Regions from separate parts of the Mus musculus genome. Here regions 2, 3, 4, 5, 6 and 7 are each linked to region 1. A link is a contact called in public Hi-C, promoter capture Hi-C and targeted proximity ligation data. All regions are on one chromosome and are shown on one strand. The core of a region is the stretch at or near the end of the contact, and the rest is flanking DNA. Distances in the headings are between cores, read along the strand shown. Region 1 holds the start of Kdm2a (lysine (K)-specific demethylase 2A). Region 2 holds the start of Bbs1 (Bardet-Biedl syndrome 1 (human)). Region 3 holds the start of Ndufs8 (NADH:ubiquinone oxidoreductase core subunit S8). Region 4 holds the start of Actn3 (actinin alpha 3). Region 5 holds the start of Unc93b1 (unc-93 homolog B1, TLR signaling regulator). Region 6 holds the start of Ccs (copper chaperone for superoxide dismutase). Region 7 holds the start of Aldh3b3 (aldehyde dehydrogenase 3 family, member B3).

Evidence for each region. Hi-C and Micro-C count contacts between places; a contact is called where the count stands out from the background. Capture Hi-C pulls out chosen DNA fragments and counts their contacts.
Region 2: a contact with region 1 is called in a Hi-C map of forebrain, with 5 times the contacts expected there. A contact is called at or near these places in 3 of 39 promoter capture datasets (the C10 cell line, embryonic stem cells and hippocampal neurons), 2 of 484 Hi-C or Micro-C datasets (embryonic stem cells and forebrain) and 2 of 130 datasets of targeted methods (bone marrow-derived macrophages and embryonic limb bud).
Region 3: a targeted proximity ligation map of pancreatic cancer cells shows a contact between it and region 1. A contact is called at or near these places in 1 of 39 promoter capture datasets (pre-B cells), 2 of 130 datasets of targeted methods (memory CD8 T cells and pancreatic cancer cells) and 3 of 9 other capture datasets (adipose tissue, liver and pancreatic islet).
Region 4: a targeted proximity ligation map of cardiomyocytes shows a contact between it and region 1, with 4 times the contacts expected there. A contact is called at or near these places in 1 of 484 Hi-C or Micro-C datasets (embryonic stem cells) and 9 of 130 datasets of targeted methods (astrocytes, bone marrow-derived macrophages, cardiomyocytes and 6 more).
Region 5: a targeted proximity ligation map of pancreatic cancer cells shows a contact between it and region 1. A contact is called at or near these places in 1 of 39 promoter capture datasets (pre-B cells) and 1 of 130 datasets of targeted methods (pancreatic cancer cells).
Region 6: a contact with region 1 is called in a targeted proximity ligation map of pancreatic cancer cells. A contact is called at or near these places in 4 of 39 promoter capture datasets (the 3T3-L1 cell line, 3T3-L1-derived adipocytes, cranial neural crest and 1 more) and 3 of 130 datasets of targeted methods (bone marrow-derived macrophages, microglia and pancreatic cancer cells).
Region 7: a promoter capture Hi-C map of liver shows a contact between it and region 1. A contact is called at or near these places in 1 of 39 promoter capture datasets (pre-B cells) and 1 of 9 other capture datasets (liver).

What each region holds. Positions count from the first base shown.
Region 1 is chr19:4,395,148-4,398,571 of GRCm38.p6, forward strand. Kdm2a (lysine (K)-specific demethylase 2A) reads right to left here and starts at 1,930. Exons shown (of 21, transcript NM_001001984.2): 1 at 1,164-1,930. It overlaps 9430078G10Rik (transcription initiation factor TFIID subunit 4), which reads left to right and starts at 737. Exons shown (of 3, transcript XM_030251152.1): 1 at 737-746; 2 at 1,183-2,303; 3 at 2,964-3,424. The coding sequence starts at 737.
Region 2 is chr19:4,905,088-4,908,511 of GRCm38.p6, forward strand. Bbs1 (Bardet-Biedl syndrome 1 (human)) reads right to left here and starts at 1,540. Exons shown (of 17, transcript NM_001033128.3): 1 at 1,469-1,540; 2 at 1,055-1,131; 3 at 898-932. The coding sequence starts at 1,515. Dpp3 (dipeptidylpeptidase 3) reads right to left here. Exons shown (of 18, transcript NM_133803.2): 18 at 2,142-2,710. The coding sequence ends at 2,535.
Region 3 is chr19:3,910,835-3,914,258 of GRCm38.p6, forward strand. Ndufs8 (NADH:ubiquinone oxidoreductase core subunit S8) reads right to left here and starts at 1,940. Exons shown (of 7, transcript NM_001271443.1): 1 at 1,876-1,940; 2 at 855-912; 3 at 732-782; 4 at 327-422; 5 at 64-236. The coding sequence starts at 912. Aldh3b1 (aldehyde dehydrogenase 3 family, member B1) reads right to left here. Exons shown (of 10, transcript NM_026316.3): 10 at 2,657-3,250. The coding sequence ends at 3,060.
Region 4 is chr19:4,876,121-4,879,544 of GRCm38.p6, forward strand. Actn3 (actinin alpha 3) reads right to left here and starts at 1,789. Exons shown (of 21, transcript NM_013456.2): 1 at 1,591-1,789. The coding sequence starts at 1,734. Zdhhc24 (zinc finger, DHHC domain containing 24) reads left to right here and starts at 2,548. Exons shown (of 3, transcript NM_027476.3): 1 at 2,548-2,909. The coding sequence starts at 2,629.
Region 5 is chr19:3,933,483-3,936,906 of GRCm38.p6, forward strand. It overlaps Unc93b1 (unc-93 homolog B1, TLR signaling regulator), which reads left to right and starts at 1,704. Exons shown (of 11, transcript NM_019449.2): 1 at 1,704-1,870; 2 at 2,280-2,421; 3 at 2,787-2,940. The coding sequence starts at 1,712.
Region 6 is chr19:4,837,484-4,840,907 of GRCm38.p6, forward strand. Ccs (copper chaperone for superoxide dismutase) reads right to left here and starts at 1,839. Exons shown (of 8, transcript NM_016892.3): 1 at 1,714-1,839; 2 at 1,348-1,420. The coding sequence starts at 1,752. It overlaps Ccdc87 (coiled-coil domain containing 87), which reads left to right and starts at 1,883. Exons shown (of 1, transcript NM_207268.3): 1 at 1,883-3,424. The coding sequence starts at 1,999.
Region 7 is chr19:3,957,226-3,960,649 of GRCm38.p6, forward strand. It overlaps Aldh3b3 (aldehyde dehydrogenase 3 family, member B3), which reads left to right and starts at 1,583. Exons shown (of 10, transcript NM_028545.2): 1 at 1,583-1,688. The coding sequence starts at 1,651.

The DNA.
Region 1 (3,424 bases), core at 680-3,179:
TGCTAACATTAGCAATAGATAGATAAAGAGATAGATAGATAGAGGGGACTGGAGACATGGCTCAGTGCTTAACAGCACTGCTGCTTTTCAAGAGGATCCGAGTTCAATTCTCAACAACCACATGGCAGGTCACTGTCTGATTCCAGTTCTAAGGGACCCTTACACAGATATAATGCAGGTGAAAAGGCTCAGGACTTTTACTTCTCTTCTTCTGTATGTTTGCTGGTGTGTGTGTGTGTTTAAGTTTTGTTGTTTTGAGACAGGATCTCTCTACATAGCCCTGGTGGTCTTGGAACTACAACATAGACCAACCAGGCTTGCCTCCAACTTACAAGAGACCCGACTGCCTCTGCTTGCCCAGTGCTGGCAAAGGTGTGCAGCACCAAACCCAGGAAGGACTTTTATTTCTAAAGTGCTGAATGGCCAGGTGAAGGTGAAGTACACACAAAACTAAGCCAGACCCTAAACCAGTGAGTTCTCAAACAGGTAATAACAAATTATAAGCAAAACGGGGAGGTTACTTTCATTAAAAAAAAAAAAAAAGAGGGCAAGAAAAATTTGGTTTTACAGAAAGACTTCAAACCAATGTCCCATATCCTTCTAGTAAGGAACTGCCTTCCCCAAACTACCATCCACCTCAAGGTGGACAACTACAGAACAAATTTGAGAGTTGCAAACGGAGGCAAAAATACCATCTAATCTAGATGAGTAAATAATAAATGAAACGTCTCGATATATGGATACGGGTGAAACATCCATTAAATAAAGGCCGGTTGGCACGTCAATCAATCCACAACACCAAGCAAGGGTTTTCGTTTTTCTAAATATCTTTCTCCAGAATAATGGCTTCTAATTGGATATACAAATGTTTTTTTTCTCTCTTGTAAATATAATACGGCCACGTTAACAAAATCCTTTCAGAGGACCCGATGACATAGTTTGCGAGAGCAGTTCGTGGCACTGCCCTCCTCGGCCTCGGTCGCGAGGGACACAGTCTGCACCCCAGGGCCGGACAGCAAAGCGGTAAACCTCGACTGCTCCCCTAGGGAAAAGGCGTTCTGTGGCTCACCCCTTGCAAAGAAATAAAAACTTTACATTAAGTCTTTAGATAAGACCGGGAACCAAACTTCCCAGGGCGGGGGAGGGGGGAGGGGAAATCTCACCGAGGATTTTGTTCTTGAGTTCTTGTCCAAGAGAGAAGTAAAATTCCAAACACAGACAAAATAAAATCCCAAACGTCGTCTTCGGTATTTCTGTGTATTAACCCAGTATCCAGAGAAGGGTCAGAGCGACCCGGAAAAGAGGAAACAGTTACTGAATCAAACCTCCTCTTCTGGCTTTTACAGACTCCGCGTCCGAGGCGTCAGGGAAGCAAGACCACTCGGCTACTCCCCCAAGCTGGCGGTCAGCAGCCCCAGCCCGAGACCCGGGTCAACCGGGCCGCGGGAAACACCCTCCTCTCGGTACCCTCAGCCGGCCACAGCCGCTACCGAAGCCCAGGAACCGCGGCCGATCAGCTGAGACCCGCCCGGCCGACGCTCCCCGCGCCGCCCGGCCCCCCGGAACGCGGGCCCCGGCCCCGGGGGGCGGAGAGGGCGGGAGCAGCGAAGCGCCCTGACCGGGGGCCTTCGGCTGCCTTTGCGTCGTCCCCTGAGCCGGGGCTCCGCGCTGCGGGACGATCCCCCGTACACCCCCAGCTACTCCCCAGTAGCAGAGGAGGGACTCCGGGGGATGGGCCCCCTGACGTTGCCCTTCCACGCGAAGAGCCCACTGCCCGGGAGGGAAACAACCGCGACGGGCCCGGGAACTGGAAAGGTGCTCTGCGGCCCGCCGCCGCCGCCGCCGCCGCTGCCGGGGAGGGGTGTTGTTTCCCTCACACAGGAGGATCCGCTGAAGCAGCCGCCGCCATTTTGAACCCGTCAGATTCTCACATACACACAGCTCCTCCGGCCTCACTGCGCAGGCGCCCTCTCTTCACCACCACCCCCTCCCTCCCGTCGCCTCTCCACCCCCACCTCTTTCGAGCCTCCCTGCGCGTCTTACCGCTCTCCGGGACACACGTGAACGCGCACGCGTCACTCCCCCCACCCCACCCCGCCCCCTCTACCACGGACACACCGCCGGAGCGCGCACGCGCCGATTGCGTCGGCCTCGAATCGCCCGCGCCCCGCGACGCCGACGCGGTTCCCCGCCCTCCCCCCCTCGCGTCAGCCCGCACGCCCTCTGGCCGGCCTACCGCCCCCGCTCCCTGCCCGCCTCCTCTCAGGTCGCCGGCTCGACCGGGTGCCTGCGCCTGCGCGCCAGTCGCGAGCCTCCTCCGCGCGCGCTCTCTCTCTCCCCCACACCCGCACACAGACACACACGCACACACAGACGCGCGCGCGCGCGCACACACACACACACACACACACTCGCAACTTCGCCGGTGACCCCGCCCACCGCCGGCCAGCTGCGCCAGCCGCCCTCCCTCCCCCACTACTCTAGGGAGGGTTGTGACCCCCGACCCCCACAAAACACAGCACCCCGCCCCAAGCAGTAGGAAGCATCTCCCCTTCCCCTTCGAGCCACCTCTGCTGGGTGGTCAGACGGGTCACACAAACGTGGGCCAGACGGCCTGGGTCAGGGCAGCCGTTGGCCGCTTCAACGCGGGGTCCCCCGGGGTCATGCCATGGGAGCGGGCCAGAGCCGGGTGCTGTGCTCGGGTCTTGTCAGACCCAGGGAGTGCACGGAAAGAAGCGCCCTCCCGCCGGGCGCCCTCCCTCACGCGCCGGCCGGCCGAGGCCCACCTGCTCGCCATCCCGGAGTAGGCCCCTGCGCCCCCCGCTGCAGGGCCTGGCCGCCCTTAGCACGGGGGGAGCTCCTGTCCGTGCAGCGAACCGGTTTCGCCTCACCCACTCCTCGCCGCTCCGAAGGGGCAGGAACCGGTAGCAGTAGCATGTCTGTCCCGAGCTCTGTTCCCTCAGGGCAGCTCCAGACGCTTGACAAGGGAGTCCACAGGTGCTGTGCGCGACAGTGGGATCCACGACGGCTCAGGGGTGGCAGCAGCTAGCACACCCCACTGCGGGCCGCAGGCTCCCAGGGAGGTGGCCCAGGGAGCCCCTGCTGTTGGCCACGCTCAGGTTTCCGTAGCGCCGGTGCCCTCGGCGGCCCGGGTGGGACGTGACCCCGCCCCCGGCGAGTCGGGGCACCCCCCACGGAGAGGGGCGCGGGCCGCCCCTAACCCCAGGGCCGCGGCTTGCGAGGGAGGCCCAGCCGAGAAAATGTCTCCGGTTTGTGTGCGCAGCTTCGCGCGAGGGTCAGCGATGGGGCAGCGGCGGCCCAAGCTGCTCGGCCCTGCCGACGAACCGGCTCCCGCGGCTCGACAGCCGCCCGACGGGCAAGCGGGCTCCGGACGTCGACGGAGCCCAGCCAGAGGTAACAGCAA
Region 2 (3,424 bases), core at 290-2,789, 510 kb after region 1:
AACCGACTCTCAAAGGTTGTCACCGGACCTCCACACTGCATGCATCCTTCCAACACTAGATAAATTCATTTTGATGCTGTGTTTTGGGATGCAGATTGCTCTGTTTGTTAGTTCGCTTTTGTTTTTTTGTTTTTGATGCAGTTTCACTAAGCAGACCTGGCTGGCCTTGGACTTCACAGGTCACCCTCAAACTCATGGATCGCCCTGTTTCTATTGCCCAAGTGCTGTGATTAGAGGCAGGCACTACCACTCCTGGCCCTCAAATTATTTTTTAGAAAATCATATGTCAGCAGGGCAGTGGTGAGGCATGCCTTTAATCCCAGCACTTGGGAAGCAGAGGTAGGCAGATTTCTGAGTTTGAGGCCAGCCTGGTCTACAGAGTGAGTTCCAGGATAGCCAGGGCTACACAGAGAAACCCTGTCTTGAAAAACAAACAAACAAAGACAAAAAAAAGAGAGAGAGAGAGAGAAAATCGTATGTCTTGGTACTATAAATCCACAACATCTTGCTGTTTAACCTCTGCAGATCATGTTATAAAATTAATGTTCACTTTCCAAATTACTAAGAAATTCTGGGGTTAGAGAGATGGCTCAGCAGTGAAGATCACTGGCTGTCCTTCCAGAGGATCCTGGTTCAAACTCCAGCACCTACACGGCAGCTCTCAACTGTCTGTAAATCCTGTTGCAAGGGATCTGAAACCTTACACAAGCACACACACAAGCAAAGCACCAACGCACACAAAATAAAAATACATCGTTAAAAGAAAGAAGTTGCAACGAAGTGTGCCTTTTTAGTACTGATGAGTTCCAGAGTATGTTGAGCCTCTTTGCAAATCTCACTTCTGAGTGTCACACACACACACACACACACACACCACTCAACTTTCTGATTGCCTACCTTGTACTCCCCATCGCCATGCAAATCTGCCAGTGCTAGAAAACACAAAAGGGTCGAAAAGGAGTCTCAGAATCTCAAAGATTTCTCCATGAAACCGTTCCCTGTTCCTCCCATCCTCCTAGAATCTGGGTGTCCCTAGATATGTCTAGAGACTCACACAGGCAGGAGGAGAAGGTGTGGATGTTGGCCATGGGGTCGTAGTGTGCGTCCAGCCATTTAGAATTGGCTTCGTTGCTGAGAGGGAAAAAAGATAGTTGGAAAGTGAGCCCCATGACGAAATAAATAAATAAATAAATAAATAAATAAATAAATAAAATCTCTAAGCGAGATGACGCCTGAAACAGAGCACGAACATCGAAAGGATAATACCAAGTCTAGATCTGAGCTCAATTGGCGCCCGGAGTGACCAGCCAATCACATACAGATACTTCTTGGCCATCAGCTTTCTTCTGATTTCTAAAGGGCCCTCCCAGAACTTCCACCGCTGCTCGAAAGCAAGAGCCCAGAACCCGCTACCAAGCACCATCTATTCATCTGAGGGAAAGGAAGCGGTGAGGATCCGGGACTTAACCTCTCAGCTCGCCCGCTGTCAGAATCCGATGAAGACGCCGCAGCCATTTTCCCAGGCGTCGCCTTGGCAACCAGCTCAGCCATCGCGCAACACCCAATAGAATCCGGGCATCCGAAAGCACAGGAACAAAGGTTCCGGGGTAAAATTGTCCCGGCTGGGACCAAATAAGCACTGGTTTCCTTGTCCTATGCAATGTTGACTTATGGTTTCTGCATTAAAGACAGGGGCCTGGGCTTTGAGGCCTGGGGAGGAGCGCTTTTTAGGGATTAAGACTAGACTGAGAAACAAATTAATGGGTGAGGATCTCATGTTAGTGTGTTACGGTTCTTTGGCTCCGGAAACATTTGAAAGTACAAGAGTGCTTGCTGCTCTTGCAGAGGACCCTGGACTGCTCAGCACCCACATGGCAGCTCACAATTCTGTAACCGTAGTTCCAGGGCATCTGATGGGGTCTTCTGGTCTCTGCTACCACCACCACACCCATGAAGAAAATGCACACGAACACACAAATCTTAAGAAATATGTCACAAAGAAGAGCTCCGGAACACGTTGTGAGTTTGTGCATTCCTTTGGAAATGATATTCAAAATCTTATTGTGGATTGGAAGCCTAAAGTGATGTAGTGTGCCCTCCCCTGGCTTTGAACTGGAAGAGAAAGAAACATACACTGCAGAGATGGTGGTCGTCATATTTATTTTTCTGGCTATAAAAGTAATACACGAAGAGCGCTGGATTTGGTGAGAATGCTTTGAGCCCTGGCTCTGTCACATGCCACCTGCCGGGTCTAGAACAGTCACTTCTCAGAATTGCCACCTTCCCATGTGGAAAACCGGACTAGGCACCCTGTTGAGCTCCGGCCATAGATGGCAGTGCAGATCCAGAAACTGAGGACATACGGTAAACTGCAAAGTGCTGACAAATGGAAGGGGTTCGCATCACCACCCTCAGCTGAGGTAGCACCAAAGTCCAAGCTCCTGCCCCTCCCTCCCCTGACTCCTAATCACACACAACTCAGAGCTACTGACAGCCCTGGTTTGACAAAGAGGGGAGAGACCACACAGATCTTCTCAAGCCTGGCCAGGTGGGGCCTCCTGGGCCTGGTTCCTCCAGAATCGGGCATCTGCTGCAGCCAGCTGGATAAGAACCTCCTCCAACTCGGGCCCATCCTCGGGAAACCGCTCACAGAAGGAGCGGATGAGACCAGCGGCTGAGGCCTCATACTCCACAAGTTGTACTTCTGAGCCTGGGGGATGGAGAGAAAACAGCAGCACAGAAAGATGTAGTTAGGGGCGGCGAGTTCTGAGCGAGCTCCGGCACAAACTGTCAATGTTCAGGATAGTTATCTAATTACCTACATCAGAATAACCCTGCCAGGAAGGCAGAATTACATGGGGGGAGACTTAGACTTAAATGAATTGCCACTTGACCTCATCCTTCCCTCAAGTCAAGATTTAAATCATGTCTGGCATGGTAGCACACACCATAATCCCAGCACTCAAGGAACTGGGGGAAAAGGATTATTAATTTTAAGGCTAGCCTAGGAAATCCTGGTCTCAACAAAGCCAACATAACCCCAACAATCACTAATAAAAATGACTGATAAAAGCACTCTGTCAGGGCTGGAGTGATAGCTCAGGGGGTTAGAGTACGAGTGGCTCTTGTTGAGGACTCTGGCTGCTCTTAGCCTGGCCTCCCGCACCCACACTGTGGCTCACAATCATCTGTAATTCCAGCCCCAGGGGATCCAATGCCCTCTTGTGGCTTCCAAGGGCACTGCATGCACATGGTACATACATACATGCAGGTAAAACACACATCAAATAAATAAATCCGAAATCAAATTTCAAGTGCTATGTTAGATCAAACAAGATAGTCAAGTTAGATCAAACTGCTTCATATGTCTAGATCGTGGGCAAGTTTCCCAGTTGCTCTCAGCCTCAGTGCCTTGTGGGTAAAG
Region 3 (3,424 bases), core at 690-3,189, 480 kb before region 1:
GGGAGTGTATCAAGGTAGGGGTCAGATCAGATTTAGGGCCTAGTAGTTAGAAGGCAGACTCACCTGTGCAGGACAGATGGCCTCACAGAGTTTGCAGGCAATGCAACGCTCCTCTCCAGATGGGTAGCGGCGCAGTGCATGCTCCCCACGGAAGCGCGGACTCAGTGGGCCCTTCTCAAAGGGGTAGTTGATGGTGGCAGGCTCTCGAAAGAGGTAACTTAGGGTCATGCCCAGTCCTGGGAGTAGTACAGAGCTGGTAAGAGGATGCTCTCCTCTCCGGCCGTCCACGCCTGACTCTCCCCTCTCCCCTCTTCACTGGTACCCACCTCGGATGAGTTCTGTCCACATCAGAATCCGAGCTGCATTGTCAGTTGCGGACTTCATGTCCACCTCAGACTCCTGTTCCTTCTTATTCACATACTCTGCAGGAGGTCAGGGAGGGAGGTTAATGGAAGCTGGCTTTGGAAGCGCACCCAGGCAAAGCTTTTCAAGTTCAGGGAGTGAGGGACCTAGGTCCTCCTAGTGGGTCCTGATAACCTAGCAGCTCTTTCCTGTCACATGCCTCCCGCCTTTGATGGTACTACAGTGACTGAGTCACAGTCTCTCTTGATCGCTACCTTCATTTTCAGAGTGGAAACTAGAGCTCACAGAGGGTCCCTAGCAAAGCAATTTCCCGGGCCTTGGGTGTGACGACGGTCAGAAAAGCTCAAGTCAGAATATTGGCTACTCACTGTACGTTGCCGCCACTGCGCTGCTATGAAGGCTTTGTCCATTAAGATGTCCTGCAAGGAGAGAGGTGATTTCACACCAGGAAGCTCTGCTCCCCCACCCCCAGGAAAGGCCTCTAGCCCTACCTGTGCGCATGGCCTGGGCCAAGGCCCGTGGCAGCATTGATGAGCTCAGGCGATACATCTGGAACATGGAGAAGGGAAGAGAAGGGTCTAAAACTGCCCTCCTCTGAACCTCTACCTTACGCCCCATTCACTCACAATCCCACTCAAGACCAGCACCCCTAACCCTCAATCTGACCTCACTCTGCTGACTCACAGTTCCTGGGCACCCCAAGTTCCTTCTATTTCTGCAGTTCCTAAGCAACCTATTTAATCCATTTCCCCATGTCCACTCCTCATCCTCCGCTCACACCAAGGCTCCCTGACCACCACCAGTGTATTCAGGAGCCTGGATGGTTCTTCTGGTGGGTCCTCCTAGTGGGTCCTGATAACTCTGAGCCAGGCTTCATGTCAAATGTCATAGACCCTGTCATCCTGTCATGTTAAGTGATTGCTCCCAAATTACCCAATGTCATTGGAACCAGGACAGGAATCCAGGAGATACCTGCAGAAAACCCTTAAAGATTTAAATAATTACCAGGGTCAAGTTCCTCTCCTCAACCCAAGGGGCTCCTGGAACTCTCCCCAACCTGCAGAGTGACCTTGGGCAAATGATGTCCCCTGGCCTCAGTTTCTGGATTACAATGTAGGAAGAGGGGTCCCGAAAATTAGGGATGTATGCAAACAAGGGGATTTTGACCAAGAGTCTGGCAGATCACCAACGCTCTAGCGCCCTCTTGTGACCTTTGACCTGTAGGGGTCGGCCAATTCTTGACCCCAAGCAATCCTGGATCCAACCTACCACTTTCTCTCAGACCTTCCCCTTGACCTCTGACCCTATGAACGCAGAAGGCAGCCGGCGAGGCAGCGCATGCGCCTGAGGGTGCAGGCTTTCCGGTCCGCAGCTCGGGAAGGACGCACAAGCCGCGGGTCCCGAGCCGAAGCGCTAGATCCCAGACTTCATAAGGTCAGCGGTGACACCCCGTTCAACCCTGTCGTTGCGTCACCCAGACCCTGTCTTCGCCGCCTTGCCCTGGCCACCCACCTTGAAGTGCTGCGGCTCCTTCCCTGGCCCAGATGCGGTTCAACCGGAAGGCGGAGCCTAAGCTCAGGATGCTGCCATTGGGCGAGCTTCTCACGCCTTTTTCCATAGTGCCCTTTCCTTCTTTGGTCTGATTGGCCTAGGGTCCTGTAGGAGGCGGGCCCAGGACTATATTTTTCTCTAATTGGCTGATGGGAGCAGATGCTTGAAGTTTTGTAGGGAGCTGCCATGTTGTATCAGAGAGGTTAATGCGCCTGACTTCCGAGATCCTGAAGGCGGGACTTCCTGACCTCGGTTTGGGACGCTGCTACAGTCCGGGGAGGCGGGAGGGGTAGGGCTCATTTGAATACTGCAAAGATGGCGACAGCGTACAAGCGCTTTAACCACTGGTCCTTGTAACGGCCGCGGGTAGCAGGACTTTTGTCAAGTCTGCCCCTAGGACTAGAGAACCATGAGGCAATCTGCATGCCTTGTATGGAGTGATCAGAAATGCTTCCTTCAGGAAGTAGTGTCTAAGCTGGCGGTGTAGAATCTGGAAGGCCAGGAAGGACATGTTGACTTAGTCAAAAACCAGGCCATGTGTAGAGACAGGATGTCAAAAATTTTGAGTTTTAGCAGGTGAGTGGCTGGAAGCGCCATCCCTTGGAGCATGGAGCTCAGACTGGTGGAATGTTTTACGGCTGAGTAAACTTGTGAGGTGAGGGGTGAGTTGTAGCTGGGGAAAGGTCTTGGACTTATCACGGAGGCAGCACCTCCACTCCAAAAAAGACAAGACACCTGTAGCTTGGAGTCAGCCCTCCTAGTTTAATACTTCCACGACGATAGGCTGTTTTGTTAAGGCTGTTTTATTTCCATTGTGCAGATAGAAAACTGAGAGTGAGAAGACCCAGACAGGCCTGGTCACAGAGTATGACCTGTGCCGATTATCACTGCTCCCTTGCAACACTATCCACGAGAGGGTGGGTAGTTCAGAAGTGCTCTGTTTTCTCGAAGATTCTATGGTCACTGCATCCCTTCCTGCCTTCCTACCCTCAGCCTATCTTATTCAAAGGTCCAAAAAGGGGAGCCCCAGGAGGCAGAGGGCTCCACCAAGAAGGGCTGAGCAGACTGCTCTGTGGCCTTGGCCCTGGCAGGCCACTTCTCTGAAGCTGTGCCCCAGGCAGGCTCCTGTACCCCAAAACCCCTGCTTACAGCAGGGTGCAGCTGCAGCACCTCTCCTCCATGGCCACCAACAACACCCTGAGGTTGCGACTGGAGTAGGGTGGGTAGCGCAAGTCATTGATTTTCTCCATTCCCGGGCTGCGCAGCAGACAGGCACGCTGGTTGGAGAAGGTGTCAAAGGAGAACTTGCCGTGGTACCTGCCCATCCCGCTGGTTCCTGTGGGCAGCACAGAACATGGGTCTTTAGGTCTTTAAGGGCCAACTGAGGGGACATCACATAGACTTGGCTTTGACAGGTAGGCTATCTTAGCCTGTTTCTCTGTGTGTTCAGTGGACTAATCACAAGGCGTTATGGATGAGTACTGAACTTGCCCCAGCCACTTTACCAGGT
Region 4 (3,424 bases), core at 539-3,038, 480 kb after region 1:
GGGGCAGGGTGGTACCTGCTGTACCACAGGATGTTACAGCTTTGAGATAAACAAAGCGGACCGAGGGAAGAAAACGCACATGTCCACCCACACACAGGGCATGCTAACTGGTTTTCAGAGCATCTGCCCCGTTCTGTTGATGGATTAATGGTGGACTTGGGTTGGTGGTGGAGATCGTTGATGGACATGGGTGGCTAGAAATTGGAATGAAAGGATGGTTCTGATACTTTAGATGACAAAGGCAAGAAAGAGACTGCCAGCTGTTGTGGTGGGAACACACAGACTGTGATCTGGGAGGGGGAGGGAGAGGGGGAGGGCTGTTGAGGAGCAAAGGGCAGCTGGAGCCAGGGGCAGGGATGACATCACCCGGGGATTGCAGGAACTCAGGGACCACAGCCATGCTTGGAGACAGGTGCAGGGGGAGGGGGAGGGGGCTGGGGGGGAGGGTGGATCATCCCAGGCCTCATTCCATTCAGCTCAGGCTTCTCACCCCCCCCCCCCCCCCCCGCAGTCAGCTCCTGTCATCTAACACAGCGGAAACGATCTGCTTGTAAATTCTGGGGTTCTCAGGTCTGCAATGCCCTCTACTTTCCTAAAAGCACGCACAATTGGCAAAAGGCAGGTTCCATGGCTTCATGGTGCTCACCCTAAGCCTGGCCTTCAGAACCCCAAAAATTCCTCAGTTCGGATGGAATCATTTTCTCTTCAGGGAACCCAGGTGTCCTGCTCCCTCCTCTTGGTAGCCAGGGGTGAAATGATCCAGGGAAGGAGGGGGCAGTGCCCTGCAAGGCTGAGCCTGGGCAATGGCTGCCCTCATGGCCCTCTTGAGCTCCCACAAAGGCGCTGCCTCAGCACAAGTGTCCATGTGGGAGCCTGGGTTAGGTTACTGGTAAGGGGAGCCGGGGCTCCCCTCCTCCTGACCTTCTGGCCTTTTCAGCAGACTCAGGGCTTCTAGACAGGGAGGGGAATCTTGGGAAAGAGTGGGGTGAGGCAAGGAACAAAGACCCTCAGATGGGGGCATTCTTTTCTTCCTCAGTACACAACAGGCTGCCTGCCTATCTGTGCCCTTTTCTGGGCCTCAATTTCCTCCATTGTCAAGCCAGTAGAGGGATCCACCCATAGCAGAAGACAGAGTAGAGGATGGGAAAGAATATGAGACAGCTGTTCTCTCCTACACCCCAAATCCACTGGTTGTGTGTCTGGCATGTTCTCCTCAGGATGGGGTCTAGGGATACTTAACTGGAGACTAAAGGAACATAACTTTCTGAGAACCCCTCACCTCCCATCCAAGAATGAGTTGGGTCTCTTGGACCTTGTCCAAAATCCACTTTCACCAACACAAGAGGGGCAGTGGGCTTAAAGTTATTGGGGAGTCACTGAGGGACTCCACGGTGTCCTTGATATCCTAAATCCCTATGAGAACTCTTCTGATCTTTGAGGACAGCATATAGCTGGTGGGCAGAGCCTGGTTTGGGGAGCTGCACTCTAGATTACAGCCAGGCTCTGACCTTGAACTGCCCAGATGCCCGAGAAGAACTGCCTGGCCTCCCAGCCTCAGTTTTTGCCTTTGGGAAATGGGTGAGCACTCACTTTCCGCTGCTGTTTCTCCCAGGCCGGGTCCAACAGCAAGTCGCGGTCCCAGTCCTCCTCCTGTTCCATGTACTCGCCGCCCCCACCGCCAGAGAAGGGCCCCTCCCCGGCCCCCAGACCCTCGGGCTGCATAACCATCATCATCTTGCTCAGGCTCTTGGCTCCGCTCTGCTTCACTGGGCGAGCTCCTGCACACTCAGGCCGGGTTAAGTAGGGCCCGGTCCAGCCCCCAGATCGGGTTCGTACTAAATATGGGGTACGTGGGTGGGGCCAGATAGGGGGCGAGGGAGGTTGGGAACTGGACCAGAGAAGAGATTGTGCTGGAGTCAAAGATTGCGGAATCGCGGGGGATGCTGGGATGACTACTGGCCTAGATAGTGGGTTCGCATTTTAGCTCTGTGGTTAACTTGCTGTGTGATCTTGGGACAGCCATGGACTTTGTTTCCTCATCTATTAAGTGGATTCCAAGTGGTGGCTGTAGGCATCCTAAAGGCTGCCCCTTGGACCTGAGTCTGTCCCTCCTAAGCATTGCGCTCGAGAAACAGACCCCTATTTCTATTTCACAGTCTGTAACAGCAAGTCAACAAGTTGTTTGGGGAGTTTTCTAGGGTGATGGAGACACCCGAGCATGGGGAAAGGCTCAGGGCCAGATGATAGGGCCAGCCAGGTCTATTAATACCGGGGCGGCTGTAGAGGAGTGTAGGGAGAATGTGCTGAGCCGGGAAACCCCGACGCCCCGGGGGCTGCAACTCAATCCTCATGGAGTGGCAGCAAGCCACACCAGGGGCGGCTACTGCAGTACGCTGGGCGGACTGCTTCTTTTTGACACCTGGGCAGCATCACCAATCAGATTTTCGAACATCTGGTCAGTTAGCCAATCACTTCTCCGTATCTGTGGCCCCTCCCTATAAGTCTGGCGCGCGCAACGCACCCCCTGCGGAGCTCCTATTGGTTGCAGGAGACGTCAGTTCGCTGCTAGGCCCTCCCCAATGCGGAAGCAGTGGGATCCCAGCGATCGGAAAGCCGGTGGGTCCGACCATGGGGGAGTCCTGGGCAGCTCGGGGCGCAGAAGGAGCGCCCGCGCGGATGCCACTGGTACTCACCGCGCTGTGGGCCGCCGTCGTGGTCCTGGAGCTGGCCTACGTGATGGTGCTGGGGCCTGGGCCACCCCCGCTGGGACCACTGGCCCGGGCCTTGCAACTGGCGCTAGCTGCTTATCAGCTGCTCAATCTGCTGGGCAACGTGGTGCTCTTCCTCCGCTCGGATCCCAGCATTCGGGGGGTGATGCTGGCTGGCCGCGGCCTGGGACAGGGCTGGGCGTGAGTGTTGGGCTCCGGGAGTCGGCGGGCAGAAGCAGGGGGTCTGGTGGTCGCTGGTACCAAGAAAGGACCCAGAACTTGAGGTGTCAGTAACCAGATGACGTTAGCATCCGGGTTGTTAGAGCCATAGAACTCCTTTAGAGCCTGGCACCCGCTACTTATTCATTCAGATATTGAGCAGCCACTGTTCCTAGGACTCAAGTGAAAACAGATGCCCGACCTCCTGGAGTTGATTTCAGTGGCGGAAGGTGCAGATAATAAAGATAATAATAAGCCAATAAAAAAAAAGCAAATTGCGTAAACTAGATGCTCAAGAATGATACAGAAACAAAAAACAGAGCAGGGTAAAAGAGGCGAGAAGTTATCTTTATTATTTGTGTCTGTATGTGTGATGTGTGTCCGGTCCCAGGCGCGCATGCCGGGGTACACAGGTGGAGGTCGGAGGACAATTTTCGGGAGTTTGTTCTCTCCTACCACGTGGGTTCAGAAGAGTGAACAGGCCATCAAGTCTGCGA
Region 5 (3,424 bases), core at 454-2,953, 460 kb before region 1:
CTCTCAGCCTCTGTCAGAGCATTCACATATCGCAAACCTCACATATCACACACACAAACACACTACACACCATGCACACAATACACTATACACATATACCATACATACCACAAATGTTACATGTAAAATAAACATACATATACATACATATACACAATACACATATCACACATACATACACACATCACACACACATACATTACACACAAATACATACCACATACACTACATATCAAGCGCGCACACACACACATAGACACATCACACACAGAGACATATACACACTCATAGACACATCAGACACACACCACACACACAGTCACATCACACACACACACACACACACAGGCACACCACACACATAGGTACATCACACACACACATAGGTACATCACACACACACAGACACATCTCACACACACTCACACACACCCACACATACCCACACATACCCACACACACATACCACCTTGCCCTTTCCACTCAGTGCCCACTGAGCCCACTCCCTGTGGTACACCCCTCCCTATTCCAGCTGCTCTCTTCTCATTACGCCTCACCTGACCCCTCTATCCTATAGGATTGCATCCTCTCGGGGTCTCAAAGTCTACTGCCATTCCCAACAATATGATCACTCAGCCACAGGCTCACCACGGCTACCACATGAGACTGTAAACACTGGTGTCCACTCTGCAGCCACACAGCTTCAGAGCTTCCTAGTGTCCACTGTGTCCCTCCTGTCCTGTGTCTTCCATGCCCCAGATGATGGCACCACCCTCTCTCTGTTCTTTCACTTTTATTTTTGAGACAGTATCTCATGTATTCACTTCAAATTTCAAACTTGAGATGTAGCAAGATGACTCTTTGAATACCAGGTCTCTTTTCTCCACTTCTTGTATGCTGGACTTACAGGTGTGCACAGCCATGACCACCCCAGGATCACCCCAGGACTCTGCTCATGACAGGAAGCACCTGACCAACTGCACTACATTCCGCCTTTGCTCCCTTCATAGAGCCAACAAAAGCCCACCTTCTGCTTCACCACACATACAAAAGTCACACACAAACCAAAAACATATACAGACATGCCACACAGACAAACCATACCACATACACACACTAACCACACATTACAGACTGCATACATACACGTACACCACACACATACTACATACACCATACATACACACTGTACACACACATAAAACAAGCACACAACACACATACACACACAAACCACACTACACACATTGCACACACATACACATACACCACACACATCACATTCACATACTATATACACCGTACAGCCGGGAGTGGTGGCGCACGCCTTTAATCCCAGCACTCGGGAGGCAGAGGCAGACGGATTTCTGAGTTCGAGGCCAGCCTGGTCTACAAAGTGAGCTCCAGGACAGCCAGGGCTATACAGAGAAACCCTGTCTCAAAAAAACAAACAAACAAAAAATTATATACACCACACACAAATAAACCACAGCACATAAAAACCACACACACACACACACACACACCACACTACAGACTGCACACACATACACCACACACACATAAACAAAAATCACACACGCATGCACACACATGCACCACATATATACCACACACACATACCGCGCGCACACACACACACCATGGACAGTATTAGGAGGAGGCGGCCCACACTAGACGGGGTGGGGCCTACTAGACAGGGCGGTCTTTGATGAAGGAAGTCCCAACCAGCTGCTGGTGCCCAGAACTGCAAGCCCTTGATCTGGATCTGGTCATGGAGGTGGAGCCTCCGCTCTACCCTGTGGCCGGGGCCGCGGGTCCTCAAGGGGATGAAGACCGGCACGGAGTTCCTGATGGGCCAGAGGCTCCCGTGAGCAGGGCAGGGAAACACAATGGGACACCGGACCGACTGCCCCGCGGGGCACCCGGGGGGGGGGGGGGAAGGTCCCTGGGATGGGAGGCCCCCTGTACCCTAGGATGAGGGGCGGGGCTCCAGACTGGGGACCAGGGTCTCAGAGTAGGAACACACTCTGGAATAGGGGATGGGGCTCTGAGTGGAAAGCTGGAACCCGGAGTGGGGAGCAGGGATTTAGAGAAGAGACCAGGACTCCGGGTCAGGGGGACAGAGATCCAGAATTGTGGACTGACACCCCGAGTGGGGTGCGGGGGCCCTGGGATGGGGACTAGGACCCTGGATGGGAAACCTGAGTTCCTGGAAGCCGGGATAGGGTCTGGAGTCCGACCGGGGAGCCAACATGTGATTAGTGATTGGCCCGCAGTTGGACGAACTCGTGGGTGCGTACCCCAACTACAATGAGGAGGAGGAAGAGCGCCGCTACTACCGCCGCAAGCGCCTCGGAGTGGTCAAGAACGTGCTGGCGGCCAGCACGGGTGTCACCCTTACTTACGGCGTCTACCTGGGTAGGGAGGACACACTAACCCTGCTAGCCCTCTGCTTCCCCTCCCCCTCCACTCCCGAGCTTGGAAAGAGAAACCTTGCGGCTAGCTGGCCTCCTTCCCCTTTCACTTCCCGGGTCACATCTGCTGTTGCTGTGGCGTGCACTTGGGACTGGGAGGCGGGGTGTGCCACAAGCCAGTGTGCCCCCAACCCAGCCAGAGACTCGGTGCGGGAGGCTGGGAACGGGAGTCTTGTTCTTATCCTGGTCCTGATGAATACAGGAAAGGGTCGCTTAGGTGACTCGGCGCCCTGCCAGCCTTGCCGTGAGCTTGTTTAGTTGTTCTGAGCCAGACTGATTAGAGCTCTCTACGATGCTCCCTGTCCCCAGGCCTCCTGCAGATGCAACTGATCCTGCACTATGATGAGACCTACAGAGAGGTGAAGTATGGCAACATGGGGCTGCCGGACATCGATAGCAAGATGCTGATGGGTATCAACGTGACGCCTATCGCTGCCCTGCTCTACACACCTGTGCTCATCAGGTGCCAAACTTCTGTTTCCGCGCCCCCCCCCGACTTTGTGGGGTACAGAGACTGTTGGATCATAAGGCCACCTGCTGCCCTCCTATTTTGGACTGAGGCGAACTGCAGAGAGGCCTTGCTTGTTTGGAAGAGTGAGAAGGAAAAGGGGAAATCCCAGCTATAGAGGAGGAACCAAGAGATCCCCCATCCCCCCTCCCCCCATCTGCACATTTGGTTTCATGGGGACTCTGGCATCCTACCAGACAAACTGTGACTTCCTGGGCTACAGCCTTGAAACCCCCAGCACAGCCCAGGTTCTCAGCCCAGTGAGCCATGACTATGTTGAAAAAAAAAAGGTCTCACAGAAAAGGTCTTAGCTGCAGAGGCTCAGGTTGGTCAGGCTGGAGCTCTAGGGCACATATGGTTCAACCTCCAGGCCATTGCAGAAATGTTCCCCAGCCTGATGAGACTCCTGAAATGGGTAGATTGGGGAGGAAGGGTTTAT
Region 6 (3,424 bases), core at 589-3,088, 440 kb after region 1:
GTTTTTTGTTTCTTTTTGTGCTTTTTTAAAAAAATTATTAATTTTATGTATGTGAGTACATACACACCAGAGAGGGCATCAGATCCCACTACAGATGATTGCTGGAAATTGAACTCAGGACCTCTGGAAGAGCAGTTAGTGCTCTTAGTTGCTAAGTCATCTCTCCAGCCCTGGGTGAACTGTTCATGCTACACAAGACAGCTGGAAGCAGAGAACCAGCTCTGGAGTTGTTCTTGACCTCCACATGCACAAGCCCTCCTCCAAGCACATCATGCACACACTCACTAATAATAAATCAAATAATAGTTCCAGGTCAGGTGTGGTGGCGCACGCACGCACGCACAACTTTCATCTCAGCACTCGGGGGTAAAGGTAAGCAGATCTCTGTGAACTGCAGGCCAGCCTGGCCTACATAGTGAGTTCCAGGAAAGCCAGGGCTATGTGGAGAAAGACCTTATCTCAAAATAAAACAAAACAATCAGTCCCCTCAATCGTCCTCCTAAAACCCCACCTTTGCCTGTAAGCTTTTCTCCTCTTTCCTCTTACAATCCCCTGAAATTGAGTGGGCTCTCACTACAGGCTCAAGACTTGTATCAACTAATTCACTCCTCATGACAACACTGAGCTATGAACACTGTTCAAACACTGAAGAAACAGAAACACAGAAAATAAGCACGAAGCTGTACATCTGTGGAACTATACGCACTGGGGTTCCCCACCCCACCCCTGCCAGTGTCCTGGCTTCAGACTCTCATCTCCTTCTTTCCCTTTGCCACCATGGCTTCCCAAGGAAGTGTTCTAGGAGCGCTCCTTTGCCAAAGCTTATACGATCTTTACCTAAGCATAGGGGTAAACATTTTCCCTCAGAAACCCCCAGTGTCTAATCTATACTGGCTGAAAGGTTGAATGAACATTTAACAGAATCCAAAACAGCCAGTTTCTAGCGTCAGGAAAATGACTCTGCCTTTCATATCTTTCCTCTTCTGCCAGGTCACCCACCTGCAGACCTCCTGGCTTAAAGTCCCTGAATTGGGCCAGGGATGTTGTCTGCTTTCTCAGAACTGTTCTATTTCCCAAGCCAGACCTCAAATGCCCGCCCCCCTCCCCCTCTAGAATGCCCTTGGTAGGAAGTGCTCTATACTCTGGCTAGTTCCATGCTGTTCAGCAGCTGGACAGGCAGTTTGTACTAGAAGAAAGCTCTGGCTAGGCAAAGCTTGAGGCCTATACTCTAGGCTCTGCATCTCCCGGACTCTGAGAAACTTCCTTTCATTCTTTCTGCATCTATGCAACCGGAATACGGCTAAACACAAACCCCTGGCTGATCCCAGAAAGATTGTCTACTCTTACCTGCCACCCCTTTCAGGGTCTTGTGCACAGCATCCACACAGCTCTGACAACTCATCTGCACTGCAAACTCCAACTGTAAGGGAAGCAAGGCCAGGGCACATGTCAGACATGATCCTTACTCGCCACCTCATCCCCTATGTCTCTTTGCACACATTGCACTTGACTTCTCTTCAAATTCCTCCTTTATTATCTCATGAACATTCCAGGATCGCGGTCTTTACCACCAACCCCCCTCCCGTGAGGGGCATCTCCGTCCTAACCCCGGAATTTCACCTCCCCAGGAGCCTGTTCTTTCCTGGCTTCCCAAGATATTGATCACCCCAAGGGCTGAAGTTATGCGAGGCTCCACATGAAGCTTTCACTCACCGCACACACAGTCCCACCGTCCCCCGACTTCGAAGCCATCCTAGCTGTTGTCACTGCCTAGGCCGCACCGAACCGGTAGGGTCCAGAGACCAACACAACTCTACTTTGTGGGATGGGCGGAGTCTCGGAGGCCGCCCTTAGCTCCACCTCCTTGGCGCGTGCGCTCCCTAGGCTGAGGCCTCTGAGCTGTCCGGTAGTGCTACCGGCTGCGCAGGCGCATTGATGCAGTTTCCTTAGTAACCATTTGGCGTCCTCTACCCGCTCAGCCGGAACCACCTGGTAAAGATGGAACCACACAGTCAGGAACCTGACCTCAAGCCGATTTACCACCGGTTGCTGAGTCCGCTGTCGCTCTTCCCCAGCAAGGCGAAGCCTCCTCCAGAGCCTCCGAAGCGCCCCTCTCAAGATGCCACGCCCTTGCAATCCATCCCGCTGGCGAAGCTGAAAGTTGGGCCGCTGTGCCGCCAAGTGTCCAAGCGGCTAGCAAGCAGCGGGCGGGCGGCACGAGTAACTGCCAAGGACCGACTTCGTCTCACTGAGGTTATTCTAGAAGAGCTGAAGTGCAACTGGCGGGAACCTCCTATAGAACCCATTCTGGACTACGAAAACAACCAGAAGCTGCGGCAGCGGCTCGAGTCCTACGTGCTGATCAGTAGTGAGCAGCTCTTCGTACGCTACCTGCACCTGCTGGTGACCCTGCCGACCTCTAGAAGGGTCTTCACTGAATCAGCCACCCTCAGCCGGTTGGCAGTAAACCTTGCCAGGGATTGCACAGTTTTCCTCACCAGTCCTGATGTCTATCGCTGTCTGCTGGCTGATTTTCAGACCCTGCTAAATTTAAAGCACGCCCAGGGAGGCATAGTCAAATTGCGTCCTCCTCCCTGTCCCCCTGGGACTTTCAAGCTCTGTCCAATCCCCTGGCCTCACAGCACTGGCTTAGACCACATGCCGTGCTCTAGCCTCAACCTGAACTACCTTGTCCAACTCAGCCGCCCATATGATTTCCCCAGTGAGCCCGAACCTGATCCAGTGGAAGAGTTGAAATCCATCCCCCAGCTGAAGAGTAGACAGCAGCTCCTCTGGGTGCCCTCCATGATAAAGGATAAAGAAATTGAATCGAGACCCTCACCGATGGTACCACTGCCTAGTCATTCTCCCAGCAGTGAGAGTCACCAATTCCCCACCTCACCAGTCCATTCCTGGCTCCAAAGGGGCCAGTCCATGCCTTGTCTTCATGAGGGGTGGAGTCTGGCAGATGAGTTGTGCCTTCTTCCTCCCTCTCCTCATCCCCTCACCCCGCTGATCTTGGCTTCAGAGAGTAAACCACTGCCATTCCGGGACATAGTGGCTGAGGATCTGAAGCAGAAAATGAAGATCATGAGAATGGAGTGGAGTCGATACTCCCTGCTGGACTCTGGCCTGCCTCCCCTCCTCGGGGTCCTTACCCGGCGCCTAACTGCCCAGCACCACCTAGAGAAACTGCAGCAAATGATCAAAAGCCTGCAGGAGGAAGAAGCCTCCGGAAAGTGGGATCTCCAACCCCCGAGAATCATCCCACTACACCCACAGCCAGTCACTGTTGCTTTGAAGGTACATGATCAAGTTATAGTCCAGGTAGCTACTGTGCAACTCTCTGAAAGATACTTTAACGACTCTTTCCACGTTGAGGGGGCTGGAGTCCTATACAACCATCTGACTGGGGAACTGGATG
Region 7 (3,424 bases), core at 333-2,832, 440 kb before region 1:
CTCTTTGTGTAGACCAGGCCGGTCTCAAACTCATGGCAATCCTCCTGCCTGAACTTCCCAAGAACTGGAACTACAGGTGTGAGCTACCACACTCAGCTTGGTTATGGATTTGTGTCTTCAGTGTTATGAGAGAACACAGCTCTGCTGTTTCAGCCACTTTGGGATATTTGTCTCCGCAGCCTGGCATAGGACAGAGCAGGGTACAGGAAGCTCCCTAATGGTTTGATTTCACACTCTGCCCATTGCTCTCAGGGTCATGACTGTGTGGGGTCCTCTCTGGTTTAAGTTTTCTTTAAAATGTAACTAGTGAGTTAGGTTTCACACAGCCTGTAGCCCACACACAGTGTAGCTTTGCAACTGAGGGTGGGAAGTCATCTTTGGGACCCACCTGATGCTCTCAGGCAAGGCCACCCTGTATAAGCCATCCTGTGTCCCTGTCCCCGTTCCTACTGTGCTCCCTTCCTGGGCCCATGGACACTGAGCTCTGACACTAGCAAAGATTCGTGGGCCAGAGCTTTGTACTGTGCTGTGGCTCCTAATGGCTGAGCTCCAACCACAAGGAGAGGTTATGCCAGACACCCACTGGCAAAGACACCCTCTCTTCAACCCTGAACTGGGTGTGTGTTTGATGTCTGGGTCAGGGAGGGGTGGGGCATAGGGTCTGGTCACCAGTGAGAGACAGTGGCAGGGCTGATCTCAGTCTCCTGCTTCACAGACCCTAGGAGGTACTTGGTGAAGTACAGAAACACTAGGAGCCTCCAGTGCTGCGGCCCCAGACACACTGGCTTGTGCCGGAAGCTGTGAGCTGTCTTCTCACTCCCAGGAGAGTCAGAGACAATCATGGTTACACTCAGGGAGGTTAAATAACTCAACGTGGCTCCACATAGAAATAGGAAATAAAGATATAAGTGACGGGCTGGTGAGATGGCTCAGTGGGTAAGAGCACCCGACTGCTCTTCCGAAGGTCCAGAGTTCAAATCCCAGCAACCACATGGTGGCTCACAACCATCTGTAATGAGATCTGACTCCCTCTTCTGGTGTGTCTGAAGACAGCTACAGTGTACTTACATATAATAAATAAACAAATCTTTAAAAAAAAAAGATATAAGTGACATCCACCTTCGTAAGTGCCCCCCACCGGCCCCTCTCCCCCAACTGTATGCCTACCAGGTCTCCTCTAAAACTGTCAGGGCCCCTTCTTCTGCCCTGTGTGTGCCATTTGATCATAGGAAGTTGGAAATGTAGTTTTCTTGGTTAGCCAGACAGGGCCAGCCTGGTTGTGCATGTGTGTGAGGGCAGATGGTGACTTAGCCCGTGGGGGCTTTCTGGAGGAGATAGGATTGCTGGTGGAGCTCTGGTGAGATTTGCACCAAGACATTTTTCCTTCCAGCTTGCTTCCCAGCTGCCCTCCATGCCTTGGAAGCCTGCCCATCCTGTCAATCCAGTTCCCTTCAGTGGAGTCAGGGAAGAGTTGGCAGAGGAAGGGCGTGAGGTTTCAAAGCAGCTGCCCTGCGAGGACAGAATCACCATGCCATTAGGTGTGGGTGTAGGAGTGTGGTCCAAGGACACTTAGAGTGATTGGCAGAGGCAGAGGCAGAGGCAGAGCAGGAGCCAGCGGGATAGGAGAGGAGCTGTACATCTGGAGCCAGAATGTCCACCAAAGGCAAACACCCACGAGCAGATCAGGGGTAGGTACACCTGCTGAGAGGAGCCTTAGAACCAGAGAGCAGGGCCAATGGCTGACAGAAATCGGATGGGGAGGTCATAGGTCAGGGGAAGGGCCAAGAGCCCAGGGGTTGAGACCACTAAGGAGCCTAGAACTTCAGAGTGATAGGTGGACCAGGAGGCTCATGGCAGAGGTGGGGCCAGGGGGAGTGGGTGGTGGTCTTGATCTTCCTTGTTCTTCTGAGCTTCACAACCCTGTGAGAAGATAGGTTCCTGGAAGCACCCAGCTTGCTGGGGGTGGGGCAAGCCCTGTCTGTCCTGGTGGAGTTCCAGATGACATGAGGCAGCTTTGTGGGTCTATGGGGACCTGGTTGAACTGTGACCAGGTTGTTAAAAAGAAAGGGACTTCTTTGGAGACCAGCCCAGAGCTGAGTTTCTGGTTTCAAGTTTAAAAAGCCACAGTCCAGAGTAGGGCAGAGTAGCACAAACCTGTAATCCTAGCATTGTAGAAACTGAGGCAGGAGGATCCTGGACTCAAGAATTCAGTTATGTATTAAATTCTGTATCAAAAAAGCAAACAAAGACAGGCGTGGTGGCGCACGACTTTAATCCCAGCACTCGGGAGGCAGAGGCAGGCAGATTTCTGAGTTCGAGGCCAGCCTGGTCTACAAAGTGAGTTCCAGGACAGCCAGGGCTATACAGAGAAACCCTGTCTCGAAAAACCAACCAACCAAACAAACAAACAACCAAACAAACAAAAATGAGGCTGGGGGTGCATCTTAGCACAGACTGCTAGCCTAGTGTGCAAGAAGCAGCTGCTGTGGGTTGCCCTGGTGCTGTTAGTATGTGGTGTTAGCTCTGCTTCCTCAAGAGGGGTTGCAGTAGATCACTCAGGTGATGTCACAGGGCCTTTTCCCCGTGCTGACTGGTCAAAAAAAGGCTACAGCCAATGACTGGGCAGTGGAAGGGAAAGGTGGGTCTGGAGGTCTCAGAGGGAGAGGAGAAAGCAGGAGGGAGGGAGAGGGAGAGAGAGAGGGAGAGAGAGGAGGTGAAAGGAAGATGGAGCAGATCCACCGGGCCTGGCAAAGCTGCAAATAGCTGGGGAATAGATGAGTATAGTGATAGATCAGCCCAATCTAGGCATATAGCTTATAAATATAATAACTGGGTTCTGTGGTTTCTTATATGGGCTTATTGGGGTAAAAAATTACCGTAGCACCTAGCACTGCATAAATGGATCATGCTGACACAAGTTAGCCATTCCAGAACTTGGGAGGAAATGGAGGCAGGAAGATTGGGTTCAAGGTTATCCCTGGATGCATATCAAGTTGGAGGCCAGCCCAAGCTATTCATATAAGATTATATGTCAAGGGGAGAGAGAGAGGAAAGAGAGAGGGAGAGAGAGAGAGAGAGAGCGCGCTGGGGTTGGGGCATGTTCCTGTGTTTCCAGAACTGTGACATTCTTTTCTTTTTTTTTTTAAACATTTATTTAGTGTGTGTGTGTGTGTGTGTGTGTGTGTGTGTGTGTGTAGCAGCAAGAATGCGCAAGTGCTGTGGAATGCCTGTAGAGGGTGGGGATCAGAGCCCAGCCTGTGTGGGTTGTTCTCTCCTTTGACTGCGATGTGGAGCTTCAAACTCAGGTCATCAGGTTTTGTGGTCACTTACTGAGACAGCTTACCGATGGGAAGTGTCTTTTTTTTTAAGATTCATTTATTTTATTTATATGAGTACACTGTAGCTGTCTTCAGATACACCAGAA